Linked DNA regions of Mus musculus: region 1 is linked to region 2. A link is a contact called in public HiChIP or PLAC-seq data. All regions are on one chromosome and are shown on one strand. Each heading gives the region's core, a stretch centred on a gene start, on an enhancer-like site or on the middle of the called end of the contact. The rest is flanking DNA. Distances are from core to core; before and after follow the strand shown.

Region 1 (7,037 bases), core at 2,254-4,753, 280 kb before region 2:
TCTTGACTGAACATTTTACCATGCATTGCTGTCTGTGAGTGATTTGTTGCAGCTCTGTTGAGGCAGTGGCATACTACTTAGCTGAGCATAACACCAAATTCTTCCAGGAATTTGAACCGTGATAGACATTGACTCATTCAGGTAGAAACAAGATCATGAATTTCAAAGAATCAGAAAGAAGCTATAAAATATCGGGACTCAAGAGCATATGGTCACAAGAGAGTCATTTTGAGTTTTACAGTAAAACAGAAGTATTGATTATTAAATCATGGAAATTGATTCCAGCTGCAAATGGCAGTGAGCTGTTGGGACGGAACAGTGAAGATTCCTAAAAAATACAGTCTGGCCCTGTGTTGAGAATCACAGAACGTTGCTGTGGACAGTGAGCTCTGTGAGAAGCTCCTGGAGCCTGTTCAGGGCTGTCCCTAAACGTCCCGGGAAGTGCTTTGGCTTTGCTGTGAGGCATGTTCCTACCACAGACCTGTTTCAGTGAATTCTTCCCAGCTTGGTTAAAGTCTATTCTATTGGCGCTGCATCGTGTTTAATTTCACACGATAGTCACACCATTGTTATAAGCAGCATTGTTTGTGTAAGTTTTTCTCTAGATGGAGATGACAGCTGAACAGAAGTAGCCAAACAGCTCAGTGAGCTGTGTAAGAGGCAGAATCAGCGGCTCCTAGGAGGATGTGCTTCTCTGTCTGATCATAGGACACACAATTAGAGAAACCACTGTAGTGAAACTCAGAGTCTGCCTCGTGTTCTTCCGGATGTTAGTTGGAGAGCTTTACTATATATCTTTGGGGACAAGTACATTCTGAGTGGGATTATTTCAATTCCTAGGTTACTTCACTGTCATGTTCCAAGCAGCCTTCCCTTATCCTCACAGAGAGTATTTGTTAACATTGCGCAGTCTTCTGTGGCCATTTATTTTTTTAACTTTGCTACATTCCTTCAATCTGTGAAAGACTGGAAGAGCAATACCCACATATAAAATTAGGAGTGTTTGCTTCTGCCTATAATCTCAGCACTTGGGAGACTGAGGCAAGAGTGTTTCCTTCCTTTCAACATCATCCTGAGTCATACAGTGCCTTCCAGGCCGGCTTGTACTACATAATATGGCTGCCTTAAACAGCAGCAACAGCCATCTAAAAATGGTCTTCCTGGTTACTTACAACTATTTTAGCATACGACAAAGCGATATGAGAAAGCCATGGGTAATGTGAACAACTGTAGACACCTTCTAAATGTGAAAAAGGTAGCTAGCTATTCAACTGCTGATTCTACAAATGTTTATTGAGCATCTACTATGACTCAGGCATATAACTCTGAAAAGGTAAAATAATGCTTCTGACTTCATGGCAACAATGCACATCATGTTGGGTGTGGTGGTGCATTTCTAGTATCTCAGTAATCTTACTGGGGAAGACACTGAAGGATCATGAGCCTTGATGTTATAGCAAGACCCTATCCCAAAGCAAACAAACAAGAAATGTGTTAGTATGTTTGCAACAGATTTAAAAGTGGGCTCAGAGGCTGAGGCAATGCTTATAGCCAAGTGTATCTGAGAGTGCAGGACAGACGGGGCCTCTCTTGAGAAGGCACGCAGTCAGACACACAGAGAAAAACCCCTCCTCAGAGGAAGAAAACCCCATTTTCAGAGGAAGAAAATCCCCTGCTCGCAGGAGCCTCTCATTTCCTTTTAGTCTGTTTTCTGAGTATGAAAATCAATGGCTTTCAATTATTCTCCTTTTCTCTGTTTTCTCTTTTCAGTTCCACATAAATTCTATACAGCAGCTTGGTCTGCAGGGGAATTTATTTCCTTTTTAAAAAGTACTTGGGAACAGAGCATCATGATGCAGCTTTGGCTTATCTGGAGTCCATGTATCTCCTGCTTCCTAATCCTGGGGTTGCAGGCACAGGCCTTTATGCCTTTATAGGAAAATCTAATCCCTTGAGTCAAAAGTGTAGCTCTTTACACTCCTGGGCTTGTTCTATTGGAGATAGTAGTAGACACAGGGATGTCTTCCCTGAAATGGTGTTTCCTTCTGGGGCACCCCTCTGTTCACAGGGTCCCGCAGGCTGCAATGCTCATTCAAGGCCTTTGCCTCAAGAGAGAGAACTGATTAGCTCGCACTAATTGCTACCTAATTCTGCATTCATACCACCAGCTAAGACAATTAATACTTCAAAACATCATTTTACGCCTTGTTTAGGCTTATCATTTGCAAGTAAATTGACATGATCCGTTTGAAAATAAAGACATTAACTCCTAGTTTATAATAACTGTCAAATGTCATATCTCATGTATTTAGCATGGTATAATTTTACAAGGGTAAACGAACATGTCATGTGCTGGCGTGCAGGTCACCTGAACACTCTTCGGCCATTGTTATATAAAATAAAGCTCAATTTAACTTTTTAAAGAAGACTACAGCATCAAGTCACACTCACGAGGCATGCCCATAATAGTTTTAAAGATTAGTGTTTGTTGATGGAAATTGATTTTTGTCCTCGAATTATACTGAGGCTTGAAATTTTGAAAATTCCGTCTTCGTGGTTTTATTTATTAGCTGCATTTTCCCAGGTAAAAGATTGCACTTACCAAAATCTGATCAGTTGTAATGAAAGAATAACAAATTAAAGATCTCCTCCTGACCCTGCCGGTCTAAGGTCAACCAGGTCAATCAGTAACCCAGTCCTCAGTAGCTAATCTTTGCACAGCAAAGGGTCATTCCCACCCTGAAGTGAGGAAATTGGATACCAAGGTCAAAGTTTAGAAGCTAGTAAAGATACATTCATACTTCACTGGGGGAAGTAAAAAGTTGATATACACCTGCAACAAAGCCTGCTTCTGTAGGACTCTCGCTGAGAATTATGTGACATCACAGTACAACCAGCCTAGCTGAGCAATAGATCCTGGAGTTTGTTCCCACATTCCTAACGCTGGGAAGAAAAAAAAACTGTCTAGCAAATACAGGAAAAAAAATCTATTCTTAGGCCAAATGCTCTAGAAAATAAAAGGGGAAGAAAGTCCCCCTCAAGAAAATCCACTTTCACTTCTCTAAATGTTAATGTGACACACAAACATACAAAACCAGAAATCAGAAAGCTCCTTTAAACACGGCTTTTCTTTACCTGGGCTTGTTCTCCTGACCGTTTAAACCCGCAGTGAGGGCTGGCTAACCTGCTGGGACTGCAACCTCATCCGTTCGTTCTCTCTAGCCTGGGTTTCGAGGCACAGGCTTTAAGGGAGGTCATGCCGGGTTTGTTTATGAAGATCATTTATACAGTAAGAAAAAAACAGAAAAAGAAATCCCCAAAGGACTGTACCCTATTAGTAGAGAGAAGTTCCATTTGGAAAAGTACAGGAGAAGCGAATGTCTGTTTATCTTCAGAGCCAGACCTCTTCTCTGCTTACCTGCTCAGATCCAGACAGTAGTCTTCAGTACCTTCTCAGAGGATGCTGGATCTTTCTTTGTCCCCAGCTAGCCAAAGAACTGCTCACTTCTCCACCCTGTGGGGATTTTGCCTGTCAACTTTAGTTCCTCCCACCCTGTTGAATCAGGTTGCAAATTTCTAACCACTGACACAAGCTAAGCAAAATGCTGCCCCTCCCCCAGCCCCACCCCAGGTTGCCAAACATCTGGCTCTGCTGACAGCTTCTTCCAATTCTTCCTTGTGGGTTCTAGACCCCTGCAGAGACTTGCTTGACCTATGTGGAGCTCTGCTGTGAGCACTGTGTCAGAGAGCTGAACTCCAACATCTGCCTTTATTTTCAATCTGTGCTCTGAAACATCCCAAACCCAGAGGAATGCTCTCCTTGAACTCTGGACACATTTCTCCTGGATTTTGAGACAATGAACCACTGATCAACTTTGATTGCAGGGTTTTTGACTTATAGTGAATACAGGTTTTATGCAAAAGTTTAAAATAAACTGTGTGTGGTGGTACCTACCACTGACTCAAGTGCTCAGTCCTAAAGGCAGAGGACTTTGCTGCAAAAGAAAAATTAATATAGTCCACTAATTCCTCGAAATATTTTACTGCCTAATAAATGGACTTTAAAATTTTTGAGGTCATAAATCTTGATAGTATGATTAACCACAGAAAGAGTTAGAACTTGGAAATCCAAATGAAAGGAAGCCTGGAAAATATTATTAAGGTTAATTATTTCTTTAAATGCTGATCCTTGAGCTGCCTCTCCTGTCCTAATCTGAGCTTGGATCCTTTGAGGAATACCTATTAGGCATAAAAACTAAGACCCAAGATTTTCAGAATAATGACAACAGAAGAGACTGCCTCGGTTGCTGCGTGTTTGCTCCTGTGCCTTGTCTAAGCCCACAGCATGTCACCCTCTGCAAGGCCCTTTTCAGTCCTCTCTGTGTGTCCTCACTGTAATCCTGGACAAGTCACTGAACCGTAGCCCAAGCTCAGGCTCCTATCTACCTGATAAACAGAAAACACATCTTCCTTACAAGATTATTGAGAGAGAAAAACAATTCAAGGGGAAAAGCACTGTACCATGACACATAAATCCATTCGACACATTCTTTTTTGTCATCAAATTACCCAGACAAAGTGTACTGTCCCCAACTTCTAGAAGAGGACAATAGATGCCATGAGGCGACTTGGAGATACTTTACTGACCACTGTTAAACTCATAAACTACAAAATTCTCATTTGAATTGGATCAAAAAATCTAAAGCTTGTAATATGTCTATTCATTTTCCATCATCTCGTGTCTTGTGTCACTAGAAATTTAGAAAATTTGTTCTGCTCTGCAGGAGAGAACGCCATATCCCCATGTTGACTAGGTTTGAAGAGAAAAATAAAGACAGACAGGTCACAGTCTTGCTGCCATGGATTTGGTAAGTCTTTGAGCAATTATTGTAGTGCGTGCAGACTCTGCACCTGAGGCCTGGTTCTGTTCATCGCTCCTATTTTTCTTTCTCCTTCTTGTATTCTGTCCTTTCACTTTACCCCACTGGTTATATTTAATAATTTAAATTATTTTCCAGTTCCCTTAAATGTTCAATATTACGAAATTATCATTGTATTTAATTAAAAAAAGTTTTATGATATGCACATGCCACTTTGGTATAGACAGTTAGAGCAGGGGAAATCTATTGTCCTGACAGGTAGTCTTGGATTTGCATCTCATTATCCAGAATCAGGGAGATATATTTTGCTCAGAGTTGTGGAGCTATAACTGCTCTGGGTTATGGTAATCTTGCATGTCTAGCTGGACACTAAGCAAGGCATAGCTCTGGTTATATCTTGTTATCCTAAATAACATAAGTCTGAACTTAGAAATGCTTTCCTCTAGTTTGTACCTTTATGTCAACCGATCTTCATTTATGACATTTGAATCCTCATTCCATTAAGGGTCATTCCCTTGTGTCTATTCCTACTTTGTGCATATGTACACGCTCTTGGCTTCAGGGATGCTGGGGCTTTTGGTTGGCTTTGAACTCATGAGCTTCTACATTGGAGATTTTACCCTGTTATGTAACACTGTTTTTTTTATTTCCTGATGTATATACAATAATAAGAACTCTGCTATCTATCTATCTATCTATCTATCTATCTATCTATCTATCTATCTATCATCTATCTATCTATCTATCTATCTATCTATCTATCTATCTATCTATCTATAGTTTATCTACTTATCACTAGTCTATCATCTATCTTCTAATTACAGATATCTTTTGTGTTGTACAAAGGGTATGTTTTCAAATTCTCTTCTGTTCTGTGACATACAAATTGACTTTATTATCTCACAACATTCCTTTCTTTTCTATCCATTCCCATGCTTTTCTTGTTTGATCATCAATCTTTAACTGGAAGTCCTATAGTAGTTTTGTACCTACTGGGCACTTTGCATTTCTGTCTCATGAATCCATTTTTGGAACCAAAGTGTAATTTTCTCTGGCAAGGCTCAACATGGCTTCTTCCTGCCTATTGCATTCTCCTCAGGAAAATCGACACCTTAACTGGGTTTTTCACTCAATTTCTTTCCCTTGTGTTTTTGCCTATTTACAGATGAGAAATTTGGAAATTTTTCCCTTCCTGCTTCTTGAAGTACATTCTTTTAGGATTTGGCTAAAACAGCTTAGTATTTATCAGACTTTCCAGTAAGCAACCCCTGAGCTTTAAGAGATCAGATGTAGGATAACAAGAGACAAGATACCTGGTTACCCTAGTCTGTCACTATCTATCTTCTCAGTATACAGAGATGGCTATAGATAACATTGCTTCCTTTAGTTTTCGCAGAGATTCTTCACCCTTTCGATCTTACTCTATGTAGCGTCTTTCCTGATTCACTGTTCATTTCAACTTTGTCTCAAACTTTTTAGCAGAGTTGTAAGGAGCATGTTAGGATTAGAGTGCGTGCTTAGCATGCTTGCGAATCTGGAGTCAATCCAGGACTCTCAAATTATATTTTATAGCTCATGAGTGACATATTAACTAACTCTGTACACGTTCTAAAATATATTTTTGTTGTCCAAATGACTAAATGTTCCCGTATATCATGCAGGAATAATTTTATTGCTATTAATTTGTAGGTGACGTTCCACTTTCCTCCAAGCCAGTGTTAAAATGAGAATTCAGGACTTTGTGGATTTTGCCTACAGGTTTATACTATTGAAGTTCACATTACAGTTCATGAACATTTAAGAATAGACTTATAGTCAACTCTTTTCATTATCTGCCCTGCTTTCTAGAAATAAATGAGTACTTTAATTCAAATGGTTTGGAATTCCATTCAGGGTGACTGAGAGATAAATGGCATTGTGGTTCCCACACACCACTGAACTCAACATTACTCTTCCGATGAAAAGAATTGATACAAGTGATGGCATCTGATGATTAGCTGTAACGAAACTTAGAATCAAATGTGAGCGTCTCACAATGGCATTATCTACACTGGGTTGATCTGTGGGCATATCTGCGGAGTATTGTCTTATGTTAATTGCTGCAGGAAGACTCAGACCATCAGACCATGGTGAGTGGAACCATTCCCTAAGCAGGGA
Region 2 (6,516 bases), core at 2,715-5,214:
CCTGTGTAGAGTTCAACACCTTTACTCTTTGTATAAGGCCATTGATTTTTTTTGAAGAGAAATTACAACAGTAATTATTAAACTCTCATTTTTAATTTTTATTGCTTCAGAGAAAAGCATCATTTGTTTCTAAAGTGGTCTCTTAATAATAACTTTTGTAGTATTGTTTTTATGAATAGAGATGGGTAAATTTTAATTAAAATAATATTTTCAGCCAGTGCAACATGTAAAATATTTTGTTTTTATACAATGACCAGAAAACCATTGAGAAAGTTTGAGGATGAATCTACCACACTAAAAATAAGTGAAACTAAGCTAACAAACAAGGGACAACCCCTCCAGGGTTATTTATTTATTCATTTTTATGTTCTTGAAGTATAGTACTCTGTGTTTTACCTCTTCCTATTATAGTCTCATGAATAGGAGCAAAACAAGAACCTATTCAACTTGCCAGCTATGCAGCAGCCTTCTCTTCTATTTAGTGCAGAAAGGCTCCTCAAATCCTATTATCCTACCGAGGAAATAATTTTTTACTTAATTGTTGTTTTGGATTACTATTAAATTTCAAGTAATAGAACACAATTATTTGAAGTATTTGAAATACCACTCTAAAGATATCACTGAAATCATCTTCATTTCTATTGTCCAAACTTAGAGATAAATTTTAAGAAGTGACTTGCACTATTTTTAAGTATTAGGTAAGTTATTGTAAGACATTGTAAACCTGTGTATTGCTGCGGTGAATATATTTGGCTTGAGGCATAATAGCATAAGAATATTGTATCAACTAGTGATACAACAGAAAAATTCCATGAGAAGCAAAAGGATAATAGCACTCCTAGGAGTTTTTTTTTTTTTTTTTTTTTTTAAAGATTTATTTATTTATTATATGTAAGTACACTGTAGCTGTCTTCAGACACTCCAGAAGAGGGAATCAGATCTCGTTACGGATGGTTGTGAGCCACCATGTGGTTGCTGGGATTTGAACTCCTGACCTTCGGAAGAGCAGTCGGGTGCTCTTACCCACTGAGCCATCTCACCAGCCCCAGGAGTTTTTAAAATATATAAAATGTGACCTAAAAGATTTTCTGCAAGTCACTGACTTGAGAGAGATGCCCACATGTCTGCTTTGGCACGCAATCTCATCAGTGTTTATGTGATGTATTCACACACTGTTCCCTAGGGGGCTACATCATTTCTACAGTGGGAAACAGAAGATGCAAACAAGGGCTAGTGTTAGGAGTGGGATCGTTTCTGCCAACATAATCTCATGCCCCGCCCCCTTTTTTCATTTCTTTTGAGCATGAAAATTATAGTGAACTCTAGAGGTTAGGTAAGCTTAGTTGTGATTTTTTTCTGAGTAAAAAAAAATCATTTAGTACATACAACCTGTGTAAGTCTGTAAACTGCTAAAATGAAAAATTTTACAAGTTGTCAATAAAAAGAAAATAATTTATGATGAAGTTCAATTTAACTTACTATAAAATGAATTTTTCTCCATATTTGTAATTTTTCTCTTCATTTTAACCCAAATATAGCCTACATTTTACTTTTTCTGGATGCATCATTATAATTTGTGGGTAAGAATATCTCTAACAGTTTACCTTTGATCCACATGTGGTTACATGTGTATCCTGCTAAGGCTCTCAGAATTTCAACTGCTTTTTCCCCTATTGTCTCTTCTATTTTCAGACATCCTTTTTCTTACTCTTTTAAGCTTCTACTGATTACTTTTTTGCTAACTAAACCTGTTGATTTATACTTGGCACTTTATAATATTTGATTCAAGAGTCTACTAGAGTCAGATGGTCATATTTCTAAAGTGGTTTTAGAAATGTGGATATCCACCTGAATCATAAATCAAACTTAAGAATGCTAGGCCTTGTCCCTTTCACATAAAATGTAACAGCTAATTAGAGAAACCCTTCATAATACGTTTTCTCACATGCATGAGAGTTTCCTCTTTAAATATCAGTAGTATTTCTATGCACTGCATCTTTTTCATATTTTTTTCTAATAGATTTATACATTTTGATGAAATTTTATAGTAGTGCAATCTCTAAAGGGATAGCTAAAGTACTTTTCTGGGTGTCCAGTATTTGAGATTTCTTTAGATATATGGTTGTATTGTGTCAGTTTTCAACACATTAAGTGCTGATAACTTTGTATGGAATTTCTCCTTAGTTTTACTTCCATGAATGATTATGACCAGACATATCTTACCACCTCTAAATATCATTTTCAATGTCAACTATAAAGATTAATATTGATATTAGAATTGTATGTATCATTTGTTTTCTTTAGCATCCTCTTTGCCTGGACTATATTGACAATTTCTGTCTTAAAATTTCAAACATCACATGATTATCTGCACCAGGGACCTTCCTCCTAGTAATGAAAGCTTCCTCCTGCCTGATCAAGATTCACTTAAAAAGCCCTAGTGGGCATATGGACACACACTTCTCACATTTCTTTCTTTCATAATCTACCATTTCTACTGGAAAAATGTCACAGAATCACAGAAATTTATGATGTAAATATGAAATTCTGCACTTAGTATTGTCCACATTAACTTACAATTGTGTTTGATTACAGTAGAGAAAAATATTAGATATTTTCTGCAACTAGAAGCTCCATGAAGTATCTTCAGATTCTAAGCACTGTGGTTGAGTTAAACCATAGTTTTAAAACAACATCATGTGTGAAGACTTCACTAGTTTCCAGGCATTGAGTTACTGTCTCATTTAATCAACCTTCTGCTGGAAACTGCCCACTAGGAAAGCATTATTTTTCATTTTGGAAAAGAAGAAATAAAATGATCTATCTTAGATGGCTTCATTGACAAGTTTTATGATGAACATTTAAAGCTACATTTGCCCTTTCAACCAGACATCTTCATCAAACTATCCTGTTTTGACAAATACATTCAGAAGTACAGTGTGACTCATGTGTTGCTTAATATGTTTTAACCTGACACAAACTAGACTCACCTAGGAAGAAAGAAATTCAATTGAAAAGTTGTCTCCACCCAATCAGGCTATGGGCACCTCGGGGAAGCATTTTTTTTTCTGATTGGTAACTGATATATGGGAGACCATTCAATAGTAGAGGTTCTTGTTCCAGATAAATGAGCTTAGGGTATATAAGAAGTAGCTGAGCTTCCCAGAGAAGTAGGCCAGTAAACCACATGCCCCTATGGTCTCTGCGTAAGTTCTTGCCTCCAGGCTCTTACGTTAAGCTCCTGCCTGTTTGACTGTAATGTTTAAAGTTAAGTGACTTTTGCTTGATGTTGTATAATAGTAACAGAATACACTCTGGAACAACTAACGAAGTATGTCCTTAAACCTTTTAGCACTTTATCATGGCTTTATGTGACATAGAATTCACATGTTCATGGCTTTATGTGACATAGAATTCAAGTCACCTCCATTGTTGAATGTTTTTTTGTGAAATATCCTGACAGATTTCTATAATAGTAACTGACATAAAGTATGCATATATATGTATATGCATATGGTTTCTGTATAAACAATACTTAGAATAACTTAGCTACTGTCATTTAAAATTTGTAGAACATGGTTATAATTTGGTTGATTTTTCATTAACTAACCATAAAATATCAGTCATAAGAAACATAATCAGACAAATTGAATCACTCTATTGTCATCAAGTTTTATTAATTATGATAACCAGTTCAAATCATCCCTAGGAAGGAATCTTCCATAGCTCAATAAGAGTGCATGTGATATTTCTAGTACTGAGCAGTAGTGAAGGTATGTAACTGCCTCTTTTTCATTTATTCATTTGCTCATTCACTCATACATTGTTTATGTTGATTCTCAAACAAGAGTTCTCAAAAACAGTTGGGTGAAAATGCACATGGAAAGTTAATAACTGTCTTTTTCTCAGAGCCTATGGTTCAGTAATTGACAGGATGTGGTAGTTCTGAAGGAGCTCACACAGGAGTCACATTTAAGGAAGTGTAGCTCAGGCTTCTCAGACCACATTTATTTCGTAACGAGTGCCTTGTTTGCTTTGCTGGCATTTGCCATCATTCAATGTATTTCAGTCCAGCTAGGGTCCTAAAAATCACATGAAAAAATTAAGACTTTATGAACCAATAATCAGTAAAATTTCAATAGTTTCTAAGAAACTTATTTTCAAATGCATATGTTTCTTATGGTCCTAACTTTAATATTATTATACCCTACCATTCTCATTTAGGACATGAATAAAACGTATATATTTTTTGTTTGTTTTTTTCCAGACAGGGCTTCTCTGTATACCTCTGGTTGTCCTAGAAGTCACTCTGTAAAGGAGGCTGGCCTTGAACTCACAGAGATCTACTTGTCTCTGCCTCTCCAGTGCTGAGATTAAAAGTATGAGCCTCTGCCACCCAGCTCAAAGTATTGATTTTTATCTTCCCCTTACTCTAGCATAAAACAATAGTTGAAAAGCATGTAATGATCAGTTATTGTTATATGAATTTAGTGTTTAGTTTAATGTGTAGTCTATATAGAAGAATGATTATTAAACTCAATAAAATATCATATAACCAATTTTATTTACAGGATTGTGAGACTCTGAGTTTTTTCTCTTATGTCTTTTAAAATTGGTTTTAACTATTCATATATTTAATTATTGTAAGTCCAAGAAGATATGCTTAATTTTATTTTATTGGTGCTAATTTTGGAATTATGTTGCTAAATTTTTCAAAAAAAAAAACCATAAATTGAATTTTTATTTATATAATCTGAATTTTGATATGTATACCAAACTATATTTTGGTGTATATATTAAAAATAAAACTATGTCCAATTTTCTGAGGAACCCCCAGAGTGATTTCCAGAGTGGTTGTACAAGCTTGCAATCCCACCAACAATGGAGGAGTGTTCCTCTTTCTCCACATCCTCGCCAGCATCTGCTGTCACCTGAATTTTTGATCTTAGCCATTTTGACTGGTGTGAGGTGGAATCACAGGGTTGTTTTGATTTGCATTTCCCTGATGATTAAGGATGTTGAACATTTTTTCAGGTGCTTCTCTGCCATTCAGTATTCCTCAGGTGAGAATTTTTTTTGTTAGAATTAATATTTTTATTAGGTATTTTCGCAATTTACATTTCCAATGCTATCCCAAAAGTCCCCCATACCACCACCCCCACTTCCCTACCCACCCACTCCCACTTTTTGGCCCTGGCATTCCCCTGTACTGGGGGATATAAAGTTTGCAAGTCCAATGGGCCTCTCCACTTCTGTGTTTGCCAGGCCCCAGCATAGTCTCACAAGAGACAGCTATATCTGGGTCCTTTCAGCAAAATCTTGCTAGTGTATGCAATGGTGTCAGCATTTGAAAGCTGATGGAACAATATTATGAACTAACCAGTCCCCCTGAGCTCTTGACTCTAGCTGTATATATATCAAAAGATGGCCTAGTTGGCCATCACTGCAAAGAGAGGCCCATTGGACTTGCAAACTTTATATGCTCCAGTACAGGGGAATGCCAGGGCCAAAAAGTGGGAGTGGGTGGGTAGGGGAGTGTGGGGGGGAGGGTATGGGGGACTTTTGGGATAGCATTGGAAATGTAAATGAGGAAAATACCTAATTAAAAAAAACATTTGTTAATGTTCTACAAGGCCAAGAGGTATTCCTGAAGTTTAATGAATGTTCTCCATCACAGACAAAATAAATTAAGTATGAAGGAAAAAGCTCTGGTGCCTCACCTTGGGAAAAGTAAACATGTGACTGGCTAATTATGGGAGAGATCAGTGGGATTAACAGCTGTATGTATGGAGAAGACCTTATTGTATAGATATTAGCTGACTGTAGATGTGCCTCATTAAAGCTCTGTGACAGCTTTTATTAAGAGCAGTTAAATAGGCTCAGCCTTGTGCATTGGCATAATGTTTAAAATCTGGAGATTGACTGGGATCCGAGTAATGGTAAATAACGTCGTGTTCACGGAGTCCCTAGCAACGAATGTCAGCCCGATCGTGTCTGAAATCTCATTAATGATCCGAGAGACAGAGTAAATACTGTACTAATGAAAATCTGACATGGACTCTGATCGGCAGGTAATGAAACACCACCAAAAGCTGCCACTGCCTGAAATCTCCTTGGATGAGAAGAATTTTGGCAAGAAGTTAAAGCTGAATTTGGTTTTCACATGGGGAAAGCAAAGAAAGGAAACCACACAGCATGAATCCTATGTGAACAAGGCAACTTGAAAAAACCGGTGAGAGTGAATATCCAATGATGACTAATTTCAAGAAATATTTCTGGTCCAATATCAACACGGGGAGAAAAGGAAATGATAAATCAAAACCAAACCAAACCAAACCAAACAAAACAAGCAAACAAGAGAAAAATAGAAATGAATTAGTAGAGAGTGGTATTGGCCTTCCATCTCTGCAAAAGAGAAAAAATGGCTTATAGAAATTATCTGTGTGAAATGAGAAAAGGAAGCTGTCATAATGATGGCAACAGATACACTTTAGGATGAAACCAGTTGGAAAAGAA

Evidence for each region. HiChIP or PLAC-seq counts read pairs in DNA pulled down with a chosen protein or histone mark.
Region 1: a contact with region 2 is called in an H3K4me3 HiChIP or PLAC-seq map of the 230-238 cell line, with 26 read pairs. The contact joins the promoter of Kynu here to the enhancer-like site in region 2. A contact is called at or near these places in 4 of 39 promoter capture datasets (embryonic stem cells, liver and stem cell-derived epiblast-like cells), 1 of 484 Hi-C or Micro-C datasets (liver) and 3 of 115 datasets of contacts at active chromatin or transcription factors (the 230-238 cell line and acute myeloid leukemia).

What each region holds. Positions count from the first base shown.
Region 1 is chr2:43,551,791-43,558,827 of GRCm38.p6, reverse strand. It overlaps Kynu (kynureninase), which reads right to left and starts at 3,503. Exons shown (of 14, transcript NM_027552.2): 1 at 3,419-3,503.
Region 2 is chr2:43,271,674-43,278,189 of GRCm38.p6, reverse strand. No RefSeq gene overlaps it. Among named protein-coding and RNA genes, the nearest start is that of Gm30225, 150 kb to the right of the region's middle. Within about 2 kb of position 3,964, at least 32 of the 459 cell types and tissues checked have an H3K27ac peak or open chromatin away from gene starts, as enhancers often do. A contact at or near this core is called in the 230-238 cell line, where this site is marked.